Linked DNA regions of Mus musculus: regions 2, 3 and 4 are each linked to region 1. A link is a contact called in public HiChIP or PLAC-seq and promoter capture Hi-C data. All regions are on one chromosome and are shown on one strand. The core of a region is the stretch at or near the end of the contact, and the rest is flanking DNA. Distances in the headings are between cores, read along the strand shown. Region 1 holds the start of Pdp2 (pyruvate dehyrogenase phosphatase catalytic subunit 2). Region 2 holds the start of Cmtm3 (CKLF-like MARVEL transmembrane domain containing 3). Region 3 has its middle 16 kb from the start of Cmtm4. Region 4 holds the start of Ces2a (carboxylesterase 2A).

Evidence for each region. Promoter capture Hi-C pulls out the DNA fragments that hold promoters and counts their contacts. HiChIP or PLAC-seq counts read pairs in DNA pulled down with a chosen protein or histone mark.
Region 2: a contact with region 1 is called in a promoter capture Hi-C map of pre-B cells, with 8 times the contacts expected there. The contact joins the promoter of Cmtm3 here to the promoter of Pdp2 in region 1. A contact is called at or near these places in 23 of 39 promoter capture datasets (the 3T3-L1 cell line, 3T3-L1-derived adipocytes, the C10 cell line and 15 more), 2 of 15 datasets of contacts at CTCF or cohesin (embryonic stem cells and pro-B cells), 14 of 484 Hi-C or Micro-C datasets (the 3T3-L1 cell line, 3T3-L1-derived adipocytes, the Ba/F3 cell line and 9 more), 16 of 115 datasets of contacts at active chromatin or transcription factors (the 230-238 cell line, the NIH/3T3 cell line, bone marrow-derived macrophages and 9 more) and 3 of 9 other capture datasets (adipose tissue, embryonic stem cells and liver).
Region 3: an H3K27ac HiChIP or PLAC-seq map of embryonic stem cells shows a contact between it and region 1, with 5 read pairs. The contact joins the enhancer-like site here to the promoter of Pdp2 in region 1. A contact is called at or near these places in 2 of 39 promoter capture datasets (3T3-L1-derived adipocytes and pre-B cells), 3 of 115 datasets of contacts at active chromatin or transcription factors (bone marrow-derived macrophages, embryonic stem cells and pancreatic cancer cells) and 3 of 9 other capture datasets (adipose tissue, liver and pancreatic islet).
Region 4: a contact with region 1 is called in a promoter capture Hi-C map of liver. The contact joins the promoter of Ces2a here to the promoter of Pdp2 in region 1. A contact is called at or near these places in 5 of 39 promoter capture datasets (the 3T3-L1 cell line, 3T3-L1-derived adipocytes, cranial neural crest and 1 more), 1 of 15 datasets of contacts at CTCF or cohesin (pro-B cells), 25 of 484 Hi-C or Micro-C datasets (B cells, the Ba/F3 cell line, the C2C12 cell line and 13 more) and 3 of 9 other capture datasets (adipose tissue, liver and pancreatic islet).

Annotation. Positions count from the first base shown.
Region 1 is chr8:104,590,008-104,593,266 of GRCm38.p6, reverse strand. Pdp2 (pyruvate dehyrogenase phosphatase catalytic subunit 2) reads right to left here and starts at 1,795. Exons shown (of 2, transcript NM_001024606.2): 1 at 1,672-1,795.
Region 2 is chr8:104,339,142-104,342,400 of GRCm38.p6, reverse strand. Cmtm3 (CKLF-like MARVEL transmembrane domain containing 3) reads right to left here and starts at 1,807. Exons shown (of 5, transcript NM_024217.3): 1 at 1,506-1,807. The coding sequence starts at 1,652.
Region 3 is chr8:104,410,065-104,413,323 of GRCm38.p6, reverse strand. No RefSeq gene overlaps it. Among named protein-coding and RNA genes, the nearest start is that of Cmtm4, 16 kb to the right of the region's middle. Within about 2 kb of position 1,628, at least 66 of the 459 cell types and tissues checked have an H3K27ac peak or open chromatin away from gene starts, as enhancers often do. A contact at or near this core is called in embryonic stem cells and pancreatic cancer cells, where this site is marked.
Region 4 is chr8:104,732,387-104,735,645 of GRCm38.p6, reverse strand. It overlaps Ces2a (carboxylesterase 2A), which reads right to left and starts at 1,643. Exons shown (of 12, transcript NM_133960.5): 1 at 1,499-1,643; 2 at 745-949. The coding sequence starts at 1,574.

The sequences.
Region 1 (3,259 bases), core at 546-3,045:
AGTTTTCCCTTTTGTATCTGTTCCCCCAAGGAATCTACCTACCCCATGAATTCCAGTCATGTAGCTGCTGACTAGCGGCTGTCCTGAGTCCAGGCCTGTACCTGGTATACATTATATATATTACATTAATATATTATATATAAATATCATCAATATTATCTCGATATGGTGTTTTTGAAGCCCCACTGACTCTAGCTACTTAGCATACTGTGTCTCACCGGCAATACGTGGTTAGGTTTTGTTTTATTATTGTTGTTTTATTCATCACTGGGGACTGAACACAAGGTCTCTTCTATTTGATCTACCACTGAGCTACATCCCCAGCCCTCTTTCACACTTAGCCTTGAACTTTAGATCCTCCTGCCTCAGATTCCAGGGTAGCTAGAATTAGCCATCAGTTGCTGGTCTCACAGAATTCCTGTGTAATTTGTATTGGTCATTGTTGTTTTGTTTTGAGACAAGGTCTTACTTTGTCACCCTGGCCAGCATGAAATTCACTGTGTAGGTCAAGCTGTCCTCAAAATCAGAGATCTGCCTGCTCTGACGTTCTCAATACCTCATGAGATTAAAAGTGTGTGCACCATGTCAAGATTTCACAACGTTCTGTAAAGACTTAATAAAATACGACACTTCTGAGCCGTCACAGTGCTATCACGCCTTTAATTCCAGAATTCCGGAAGCAAAGGTGAAGAGGCAAGCTGATCTGTGAGTTCAAAGCCAGCCTGATCTACATTGCAGACTGTTACTTTGCTTGACAAAGTAAGCCCATGGGAATGGGGGGGGGGGGTTGAAACTGGGAGTGTGGGTGCACGCCTTTAATCCCAGCACTTAGAAGGAAAAGGCAGGCAGAATTTGAGACCAGGTACACAGAGAAACTGTCTCAAAAATCAACAAAAGGAGGGAGCCACTATTTTTGTCCTTGGGATACATTCTGTACAGATTTTTATATCATTGGGCCAACTACTGTGAACATGATTTCCTATTAAAGGCAATGTTTTCAGTGATAGTACTATTTATGGTTTTTGGCATAAACATTCACAACTACTGGTGACTTGGAGCTTGTTTCCACTAACCTGGTACCAAATTACATGGCATTTGCAGTCACCTTTCCCTTACTTATTTCCAAAACCAGTAGGTCAAAGGGTATAAACGCACTGTCAAACCGATTTCCCAAAGCCAATACCCATCCCGCTGAACTTGGGACAGATGAGGTCGGACAGGGGCAGATGGCCTCAGACGCCCCTTGACCCTGCAGAAAGGACAGGCAGCTGTGCGCAATGAAAACCATTCGCCTCCAATGGGACAGAAAGAATTTAGCACCCCTAAAGAAACCAAGTCTCTTGATTTCTTGGCTGGACCGCAAGGCTCTAAGAAATCCCAGCCCCCGTTTAGTGGCTGAGCCTTGGCTTTCCAAGGTGTAAGAATCCAGTTGCGACGTCCAGCTCACCGGTGCTCCAGTACTAAGGAAGCTGGTGCAGAGAACCGGCTAAGCAGTCGTCTCCTCCACCAGTGCGCGGGCCCACGTGGCGCGTGCGCGCGAGTGGGGTGACCATGACCAGGGGCCAGCTCGTCCCGCCCTCTCACCTCATCCCCCTCTCCGCCCCATCACCTGAGGTACCCGTAAACTAGGCTAGGGAAGGCGTCCGCACCCCGAATCGTCCCCTTCCTTACCTCGTATCCTCGTCCTCTCCTCCCCAGCTGGCGCCGCTGGCACTCGGCGGATCCTCTCGGCTCACTCTGGTCCTGAGCACAGTTCCGCGGTTGCTGCGACTGGGTTTTACTTCCCTGGAGAGGCCCCCAGTCGAGGAACCAGCACCAAAAGAAATATCCCTCCCGCCATTCCTGATTGGCTTATCCTTGGAGGCGGGCCCTTGACGGACATTGAGATTACCCAATGGATGAGGAGGGCAAAAGGAAGGCAGAGGGGCGGGGCCGGGAGGGGCCACCCTGCACTCTACCCCCTGGGGTTACCCGTGGCTTTTGTGCAGCCGCTGCGCCAGTAGGTCGTCACGTGGGGCTCTTCCCCAAGCTTCCCTTATCACCACACCCTGCAAAGCCAGAACCAAGAGACCTCTCCAGTTCTTTACAGTTCATTCTCACATAGATTCCTCCCGGGTTTTGTTCCGTTCCCTCCAAGCCTCTCTCCAAAGTGCCACATCTTTATTATCTTTGGACACCTATCTTGAAGGCTTTATGGACACTCTAGGTTCTACTTGCCCTGACCTTATCTTCCAGTCAAACCTGCTTTTCTTCCTAAACCAGCAATGGCTTCGCCGGCCCCAGAAGACCCAAGTCCAAACACCAGGGTCAATTTGATGCTTCCCTTACTGTCACACACTTTAATCCTGTCATTCCCACCTCCTAAGTCCCTTCCCACCCATCCATTTGCCAATGCCAGACTCCAAAGCCTTTAAGGCCCCCTACTTCCAAATTACACTTAGTCCCAACCGATTTTCCTTCCTTTACAAACAGCTAGAAGGAACCTTCTAATACTCACATTTCTGATCTAAAGAGTTCATTGGCTCCTTACTAACCACCATTTTGAATTCTCAATTACATTGGCCTCTTAGCGACAAGTGATGTTAGCCGCACCTTTACTTGTTGGTAGCTTGGGAGAGCCAGAACCAGAGAGGTCCAGAGCTTTCCCTCCTTGCCTTCTGGTCCTAACAATAGCTGAGTCTGGTCTTCACCTTATAATGTGTGAGTCAGTAGAGTCCTTTCTTGAAGTCAAAGAGAGATAAGAGATAGCAGAAAGGTCTGAGAGTGCTGTCTCTGGAAAGAAAGGCAAGCTGGTTTACCCAAAGTCACGTCTGAGGTAAAAGTGTTCCTGCTGTATTTCTGTGATGTGTCCCCTTACTGGGCCTCAGGCCTCTCAAGGAGGTGGTTGCTTGGGAGTGTTTTGTTTTATTTGTGTTTTTGAGGTAGCATCTCACTAGGTAGCCCTAGCTGGTCTAGAACTAGCTATGTAGAACCGGCTGGTCTCCAATGTACAAAGATCCACCTACTTCTGCCTCCCAAATTCTGGGATTAAAGGCGTTTGCTAAATCCCTGTTTTTGTTCTGGGTTTTGCTTTGGTTTTGTGATACTGAGGATTGAACCTAGAGCCTCCTGAATACTATCAAACACTATCATAGATAGATCTTCGTTACTCTACCCTGTCCCCCTCTCCCCTCCCATCCTACCCTACCCCTTCCCCTTTTTATGCCTTGAGACAGATTCTCACTAAGTTGTCAAAGTCAATCTTGAACTTATGTCCTCC
Region 2 (3,259 bases), core at 558-3,057, 250 kb after region 1:
GGCTCAGCAGGCAAGAGCACTGACTGCTCTTCCCCAGGTCCTGAGTTCAAATCCCAGCAACCACATGGTGGCTCACAACCATCTATAATGAGATCTGACGCCTCTTCTGGCCTGGCTGAAGACAGCTACAGTGTACTTACATATAATAAATAAATTTGAAAAAAAAAAAAAAAGAAAAAGTCTGGTTCTGGTGGCACTCCCCTGCCCCAACCTCCTCCCTCCCCCACTCCTGTTTTCTCACTCCCCAGTTCTTGGTGGCTGCTTCTTCCTCCAGCTTTCTATCCAGGTCAGACTCCCTACTTGCATGAGACCAAGGGGGAGGAATGACTGGGGGAGGCTCCCCTATACCCTATGAGCTTACTACCCTTCATATTTTCTTAGGCCTGTCTTTCTGGCACCCAGCTAGGGCAAGGACATCTTGTGACTTCTGGTTGGCACTCACTCCTTTTCCATGAAGGGGTACTGGGCAGGTAGGACTGAAGCCAGTGGCCAGTAGATTCAAAGACCCGCCCCACGCCTCCCAGAGGCTTCCAGAGATCTGAAACGGCCAGAAAATGGGCTCTAGGTCCGCTTGGCACCTCATTTAGGAACAAAGTATTAGGTTCTACCGGAGACCTCAGGGTTGATGCTCCTTAGTAGGTCCTGGGGTACAACGGAGAGGTCCTGGGGCAGAACCCCCCTTTTGCCCTCAAGGATATCCTCAAGGTCACTGGATGAGTCACCTGCCAAGTTTCCTAGCAGTTAAAGACACTGTCTCTCCTATCCCCAACTCGAAGTGGGAGCAGGTCGGATATTAAGTTGCTAGGTATCTGAGCAACAAGTGGCTGTCACTATGGTCTGTTTCCTCCTTCCACCGTCCCTCCTCCCACCCCTCTCCCCATCTCCATAGGCTCCATGCCAGTTCCCGCCCCACACGTGATGATGAGTGTTGGGAGGACAAAGGAGACCTTCCTATCCGGGTGGGGACAAGCAGGGAGGAGGAAGGAGTACAGCGCGGGAGGGGGGAAGGAGGGCATGAAGTCACCCCGCAGGCTCGCCACCCTGAAACAGTGGTCCGCCTGTGTCTTCACTACGTGGCCCCTGCCTCACCCACTCCCCGGGGGCACATCCCACTCCGTAGGATCTTCACCACACAGGCGGCTAGGTCTCAGCCTAGGAGGTGGGAGGGTGTGCAGGGCGGGCGAGGCCAGAAGAAGCTTAGCGAGCGCAGCAGTCCCGGGGACTCAGAGAGGGCGGAGGCGCTCGAGGTCACACAGCAGCCGAGCTGCGGCTCCAGCGGGGACCAGGACCCCAAACCCTTGACTTCTGGTCCCTTTCGAGGGCCTCGCAGACTGGAGAATCCGGGAAGAACACGGCTCGGGCCTGATTCTGACTCGAGCTCCGCTACAGAGAAGTCGTAGCAAGCTTGGGGGCGGTGGTCCAAATTCTCCTGGGCTGGAGGTGCAAGGCCCCAGGCTGGGGCGCGGGTACCGGGCTTCACGCACCCGGGGAGCACACGCACTCACCGACTCGGCCAGCAGGAGGCGGCCTTTGAGAGAGCAGAGGAAGGCGCGCGCGGGCAACAGGGCTCGGAGTCCCGGCACTGTCCTGCCACTTCGGGGGCCATGCGCGGACTCTGGATCGGGCTCTGGCTCTGCGTCCGGGGGCCACATAGCGGCGCTATCTGGTCGAGCCTGGGCCTCACTGCCTCACCCACCGCCCTGGAGGGAAGCGGAAACCCGCTGTGCGGAAGAAGAAAAAGTGGAGTTAGACTAGGCCGGGGACTCATCCTCCGCTGTCCCGCCCACCTCCCCCATCCCCACCCACAACTGCCCCTCGAACCCTGCCCCGCCCATCCTCCCTCCGACCATTCTCTACGCAGCCCCCGTGTTCCGTGGACGCTGCCTTACCCATCCGTCCTGTGGATCCTCCCATCTCCTCCTCCCCCACTCCCCCTCTGCCTACGTCCTGCCCATATCCTGCTCCATCCTTCCAACCACTCCTCATTGCCCCTCAGATGTAGTCCAGTCTGTCTCTCTCTGTCTTCTCTATTTCCACTTACTTCCTCTGCCTCTTCACTAGCCTTAGGATCCTTCCCTGCACCTTGTCCTTTCATTCTCAGTTCCCCCTCGATCCTGTCCCGCCCACCAACCCCGGCGCACCCCACAGTCCCTCCGACCCTGCTCTTCTCACTTCCCCACCCATGAATCTTTGCACTACACTGCCCCTCCGACTATCCTTGGCCCTCTATCCTCCGGTCACTTCTCATTCTTCACCCCCTCTACTGCCCCCCCCCACCTCCTTTACCTGCCCCACCTATCTTCTGCCCCATTCTCGCACCCCTTCCCATGCAGCCTTCTAGCACCTACCTCCCCACCTCCCGCACTCACTATTTCTGCTACGTCCCGGGGTGACACAGATTCTGTACCCAGATCCTCCCAGTCCCCTCGCACTCCAGCTCTCTGTTTGCTCTGTGTGGCTGGCCTGGAGTCTTCTTTTGTCGTTTGACTCCTTACCCCCCCCCCCCCCCCCCCCGTCCTGACTGACACAGACCCACTTATCTGCCCTGAGCGCCCCCTAAAGCGACCACCTGTCCTTGCTCAGCGGTTCTGCTCTTTAAGCTCGAAGTAACTTACTGCCTAGACAACTCCAGGACAGGGACACTGCCCCCATACCCCACCCCCATCTCCGCTAAGTCCTCTCCAGGCTTGGCTCTAACCAGGCGAGATCAGTTCTTTCAGAGTGCTTTCCCCTTCTTGGCTCCTCTCAGAGTTTTCCTACTACTTCCCAGGCCACCCTCCCGCTAGTTCTTGGCTTGCCCATCTTCCTCTATTTTACAGGCCACGCTCCTGTCAGGCCTCAGCCAGCCCATCCTCCTTCCTGGCCTCTTTCGTTAGCTGCCCAAGGCTTGGGTTCGTTCTGTGCTGGACTAACCAGAGATCTGGAATTATCCTTGTTCTCCCCCACGGCTAGCCCATCATGGATGCTCTCTTAATACCACTAAGTCTGCACTCCTGCCCCATTAACTATCGTGAGGCTCTTTAAGAGACTAATGCTTTCTTCCTTGTCACCCGGATGCGCTAAGATCACTAGTCATGATCCCTCCCACTGCACCCTCAGGAAAATTGATGCTTCCTCTTGCCACGGGGACTTTGTACATCTGTCCTTTCTAACAGTGTGTGTGTGTGTGTGTGTGTGTGTGTGTGTGTGTGTGTGTGTGTGTGCATTTTCTTGTGTCTGGGTGCTGATAGAGACCAGAGGTGACTGTAGCTGTTTTTGG
Region 3 (3,259 bases), core at 379-2,878, 180 kb after region 1:
GTCATGTTACTATGTCCATGTCCTTGATATTTTAAATACTTGGCACCATTCTACCGTGAACCCATTCCTGACCCTATTCAGACTCATCTGACAAACACTAGCCTGAAATTCTAATTCTTGGGTGTTTATAGGAAATGAGAAATAGCTGCAAATAAATAACTTCAGCGTTTTAAATCCTGAACACCAGAAATTTGTGCATGTTGTGAAGGTATTTTAAAAAGTGGTTTTGTGTCCCCAGAGAACATCTCTCTCCCAACAGTCCCAAGGGGGTGGGGGTGGGGGGATGAACAACCCTGATATCTGGTTTGCTGTGCAACAACTCAAGACAGCCCAGGAATAAAATCCTCCAATCCTAACTGCCTACTATTCCTGCTTGCAAGACTCCAGCCTACCCTTCTCCAAGTGTGTTCTGGAGAGCATCATGCAGGGTTGGAGGACACTGGAGTTCACGGCCTTCAACAGGCTTTTGTTTAGATTTGCCTTGTGAGTGACTGGGTAGCATGAACTGTTCAGAACAGCCTAAGTGTAGTGCTTCCCTCTCATCCCCCAGGTTCTGCAGAATGGGCTAAATGGGTCCCCAGAACATTTGCCTTCAGAGCGCAGGGCTCCAGCTAGGTCTGTGGTCCTCTCAAGTTTCAAATTTGGCCGGGCGGTGGTGGCGCACACCTTTAATCCCAGCACTTGGGAGGTAGAGGCAGGCGGATTTCTGAGTTCAAGGCCAGCCTGGTCTATAGAGTGAGTTCCAGGACAGCCAGGGCTACACAGAGAAACTCTGTCTTGGAAAAACAAAACAAACAAAAACAAAAAACAAAAAACCAAGTTTCAAATTTGGATTGTGGTGATAGCACCTTCTTTGACTTAAACTTTTTTTTTTCTGCCCTCCTTTCTTTTCTTGTGCAATAGTTAAGACAGTCGAATTTTTGCCACAAGAGCAACTGAACTCACCAGTGCCCACCAGTAGCTCTGACCTAGGCACAGAGGAAAGTGAGGTAAACATTTATCTGCAGGTGGCCGCAGGCCTTGGTCACCCAACACAGTCTCCATTTAGCTGCTCTGCCAGATAGTTCCCACTGCCTTCGGAACCCTCATGGGATTTGGCCAGACTGGGACAGCTGCAGGAAAGGAAAACTAGCCCACAGCTGCAGCCTGGACACCTGGACTGCCTCAGTCACGGACCCAGACTTGAGTGTGAGTCTTGGCCCCAGAAGTTGACAGTTGAGTGGTTTGGGGAAGTCCCTTGGCTTCTGGTGAGTGTCATCCTCCAAAGAAGAGAAAATCTCACCTGCCACTCAGGGAGACCCTAAGTATCCTAGCAATGCACAGTGTCCTGAAATGTGTGTCAAGGACACAGGTCAGAACTTTTGAAAGGGCTTAGAGATGGTGACAAAGAGCCAGGGAGGAAGTCACTGGCCAGGATCACACAGGAGCAGAGCTGGGGACATGAATCTCAATGTCTCTTTGATATGGCCTTCTCCCTAGGTTGCATGCTTTCTATCCCAGGCTGAACAATGTCAAATACCAGGCCTTAAAACTGAAGAAATAAATTGCTAGTTCAGACTGAGCAAAGATAGCTATTTTAGGGAAGATAGGCTCTCAGCGAATCACAAGATCCATCACCTGGGCAACTGCCTGCTTTCATGGGCAAGGCAGCTCTCTGCCATCTGCATGCGTGGGCATCTGGATATGTGGATATATATGTAGTCCTGTGCCTCCTTCCTGCCTCTCTGGGGAGCTATGGTCACCTTCCAAGGACTCATGGACCCGGGCTGCAGATACTTAAGATGCTAGTAATAGAAAGGTGAACATGGAGCCCACTCAGTCCAGACTGAGACCAAGGTCTCTGAGGCTACAAGTAAACTCCATAACTCCCACACTCGAAAGCTAGAATCTTTACAGGTCCCTTCTCCCCCCTCACCCCCCACAACAATTTGGTCCTAAGGCCTTTCGTCGGGTGGTGCATGGGAGATGGCTACCTGTGGGTATGATGGGAAACTGTGGAGCCCTGGAGCAGGTGTTTGAGACTTCAGTAGGTGAAAAGCCATTTCCTGTGTTTGGGAGTGGAAGGCCTGGCATAGAGTGTTAGCCACTGCCATAGGAAAAAGAAGCACCCTCCTGCAAGACTTCAGAGCTGAAACAAGCTGAGAAGGACAAAGCCACGGAGTTGACCTGATTCAGGATGCGATGATGAATACTGCCAATTTGATGGGATCTAGAATCGCTAAGGAGACAAGCCTCTGATGTGCCTGTAAGGGATTATCTTTATTAGGTTAATTGAGATGGGAACGGCCCATCCTGAATGTGTGCAGTACTGTTCCCTGGGCTGGAGAACTGGTTTGCATAAAAAAGAAAGCTACAGGATCTACTGGCATATGCTTTTAACCCTCAGGAGGCAGAGGCAAGGAAATCACAGGAATTTGAGGTCTGCCTGCTCTGCAGTATGACTAACCAGGCTAACCAGGACTGCATAGTGAGAGATCTAGTCATAAAGGAAAAAAGGGAGGTGGGGATGGGAGTGTGGGTGGCGAGATGGCTCAGCAGGGTACTGGCTGCATGGCTGCATCTCCAAAGGACCAAGTTCGGTTGGCAGAACCCATGTGGCAGCTCACAACCATCTGTAACTCTAGTTCCAGGGCGATCCAACACCCTCTTCTGGCTTCTGTGGGCACAATGCATGCATGTGCTATGCTTACATACATGAGGCCAAAACACCCGCACACACAATAAAATAGTAGAAGAATTTTTTTTTTTATTAAAAAAAAAGGGCTGGTGAGATGGCTCAGTGGGTTAGAGCACCCGACTGCTCTTCCGAAGGTCCAGAGTTCAAATCCCAGCAACCACATGGTGGCTTACAACCATCCGTAACGAGATCTGACTCCCTCTTCTGGAGTGTCTGAAGACAGCTACAATGTACTTACATATAATAGATAGATAGATAGATAGATAGATAGATAGATAGATAGATAGATAGATAGATTAATTAATTAATTTTTTAAAAAAGGAAGGCTGGGGCAGTGGTGGCACACACCTTTAATCCCAGCAGTTGGGAGGCAGAGGCAGGCAGATTTCTGAGTTCAAGGCCAGCCTGAACTGGAGTTCCAGGACACCCAGGGCTACACGGAGAAACCCTGTCTTGAAAAACCAAAACAAAAAAGAAGAAGAAGGAGGAGGAGGAGGAGGAGAAGGAAAGAGAAGGAGAAGAAAGCTGATCGCTTGCAGCCATTTTTCTCTGCTACCTTGATCAGTGGCCTCCAGTTCATTG
Region 4 (3,259 bases), core at 394-2,893, 140 kb before region 1:
TCAATCATGTTCTTTGCAATAGGAATACCTGCTCATTATAGGAGGCATCATTCCCTAGGAAGGGGGCTTCTGGATTGTATAAGAATGGAGAGAGTAAGTGAAGGTTAGTAGGCAAGCATGTGTCCTTTGAACTCTGCTCCTGATTATGGATGGGATGCAATCAGCTCTCTTAAACATCTGACTCTGTAGTTTCCCACCTATGATTGATTATAAGCTGGGATTGTGACCCATAGTAAAATCTTTCTTCACTAAGTTGCTTATGTAAGGATACTTTATCACAGCAATAGAAAGGGAACTAAGATACTTGGGTATTGAGGTACTGTGCCCACATAGCAACTATAGGAATGAGTGGGCAATGCCACTCCATATGATAGTGAGACATTCTTCATTTCACTCCCAAGTACCAATAAGGTACCTCCTTGTTCCACATAGTCTCCAGTTAGAAGCATGTGTGCTTGTTCCTTAGTCAATGGCACAAGGACAGTGGATGGTCACAGGGACTGTGAAGAATGGGCTCAGTCTCTGTTCCTTACTGCAGTTCCTACAACTAAGTCCCTACAGGTGCTGTGCTCTGACCCAGCAGCCTGGCACAGCTGTTCTACTCTAATTCTTAGCACATTCATCAAGAACGTGCATGGGAGATGCCCCTCATCATAGGCAGAAAACTGCTATAGAGCTGAGGTGGAGGAAGCCTGCAGTGTGGCCCAGAGCACAGGCCTGAAGTCCTCTGGGTCTAGAACTTACATGGCCGGCTGTGAGGTCCCATCTCTCACACCACTCCATGGCTCAGGGTCCTCAGGAGGTGCAAAGCGCAGTAGTCCTACAGGAGGCTTGGCAAAGGGGATTCCCAGGAAGGCATGGACACCAGATTTAGTGTCCTTCACGTGGACAAAGCTGCCTCTCACCTGACCCCTGTGGGTGTTCCTGATGGGGCTGGCTGAGTCCTGGCCTGTAAGTGGAGAGATGCCATCAGCTGTCACCACACTTGGGACTTTCTACCTCATCATCACCATGGTACATGGGGAAGGTAACCTGGGTCATCTCAGTTCAGTAGTAGGATGAGGAGATGAGGGCTTCTAGATTCCCTAGGGACAGACACCTTGTCCACTGACCCTCTTCCAAACTGTCAGGACTCTTCCCTAGTCAACAAAGTGACAGGCTTAGAGCCACTTGGCATTAGGAAGGAATTATTATCATTATCAATGTTGTAGGATTTCTAGCCACAAGCACACACAGAGGAGGGACATGTCCTGCTTGTTGTTCTGTCCCGGTTGTCTCCTCAGTATGTGCTAACCTCAGACATCTCTGATGCCCCCCCCCCGCCCCATGTGCCCTGGTGGGACATTACAAAGCACACATTCCCCACACTGTCACCTGTCATTCTCCACCAGCTCCTTTTCCCTTCCTGGTGCCTTCCATCCCACAAGCTCAGCCTCTGACTTTGCCGAACTGGGGCAGTTCTGACCCAAGTCCCCTGTGCTCATTTAGATAGTCTTACCATGCACATGCTGGAGGAGAAGCAGGAGCCCACAGGCAACAACACACAGCCAACCAGGAAGTCTAGCCAATGGCATGGTTGAATCTCAGGCCTAAACCTGTGCTGCTGCACATGAGAGTGTCACAGCAGGAAACAAAAACAGATCGGCCTGGTCCAAGCAGGAATTTGTACTTTTAGGGGTGTAGGTGTGGACATTTGATTGGATGGGGCAAAGTTCTTATTGCAGAAAAACTGATAAGGCAGAAGCCACAGGGAGACAAGAGCCAACAAGCAGGCAAAGCCACCTCTGCAGTTTCTCTTCCTTCCCTGGCCTCTTGGACAGACACAGCAGGGCATCTGAAGTCCTTCTGCAATGCCAGGATCCCTGACCTCCAATATGGAATCATGATTCCTGACTCTCTTCCTCACCATCCCAATGTAGGTGTTGGTATGAAGATCAGGGAGCAGAAAGCTGCAACAGGAGAAGCCACAGGGCTCTTGTCAATAGGTACACAGTCAGGATACTTCCTGTTGTGGAAGATTGACATTACAAGAATCATCATTTTAGTCATGTCCTGGGATTGGCCTTCAAGTTACTCTATGAATCCTGCAAAAGTTAGCACCCTGGGAAGATAAAGGTTTGTCATATTTAGGGTGCCTGGGAACGTGGGGATTAGAGGAGAGAACCCCGTAATGACAGAGAGAAACTGCTTAGGAGACACAGAGGCAGATGGAGCAACATTCATCTCCATTGTATGATGGCATAAGTATATAATGTTTTTAATAGAGGGCCCAGAGAAGATTTAGGGACATCAATAAATTAATAATATGGAATCTGAAGGTGAGTGATTGTGTCACAAGCAACCAAAGGATCTCAGAGGGCCTGTAAAAGTTAGAAATAAGTGTCTGTGCAAGGGCAGGCACTCAGGGAGACAGGGATAGGATGCTCTTCTGAACATATCTGGACCTTCTAATGTTTCCATTCTGTTGCCAAGACACACCTCACAGTCAAACATATTCACAGATGTTCTGAGCACATGAACATGAACCTCACAGTATCTCCAGGCTTTGAGGGCTGGAAAGAAACTTCAGCAGAGCCCCACAGAGAGAGAGACAGACCGACAGACAGACAGACAGACAGACAGACAGACAGACAGACAGACATATAGACAGAGAGATACACACAGGCACAAGCACTCCAAACACACACATACACAGATCCACACATATACACAGACTCACACACAGACACAAACACACAGCCATAGCCACAGACACACATACAGAATACATACACATGGCACCAGTCACTGATGCCTGACCATTCTTGTAACAGACAACAAATACTGAAATGGTTCTGCTTAGAGCCCAGCTATGCCCACAAAGCTTTCTCTTCTAAGAAAGAAAAAGCTATGAAATTCTGTGTGGTCAGGCAAAATGCCCATCTGGCTGTAAGCTAAAAAGCCATATTCTAGAACAAGAGCCATTGGTGGAACTCAAATTAGGTGAACACGTTTCTTCTTCATTTTCAGCTACTCTGTGCTGAAGACAGGATATTCTCTGTAGTCCAGATTGGCCTGCTACCTCAGCTTCTCGGGCTCTGGGTTTGCAAAGCATTCACCTCATATACATCTGCCCTAAGTAATCCTGGGCATCCCCCACAAGGCTCGGACAATCTGGTGTTCCCAAGAATGTTGCAGAATGGGGTGAGATGGGGGAGGGGATAAGATGCAACTCCATTCTGCTTCCAGTTGACACCAATTCTAAGCCCAGGAATCCAAA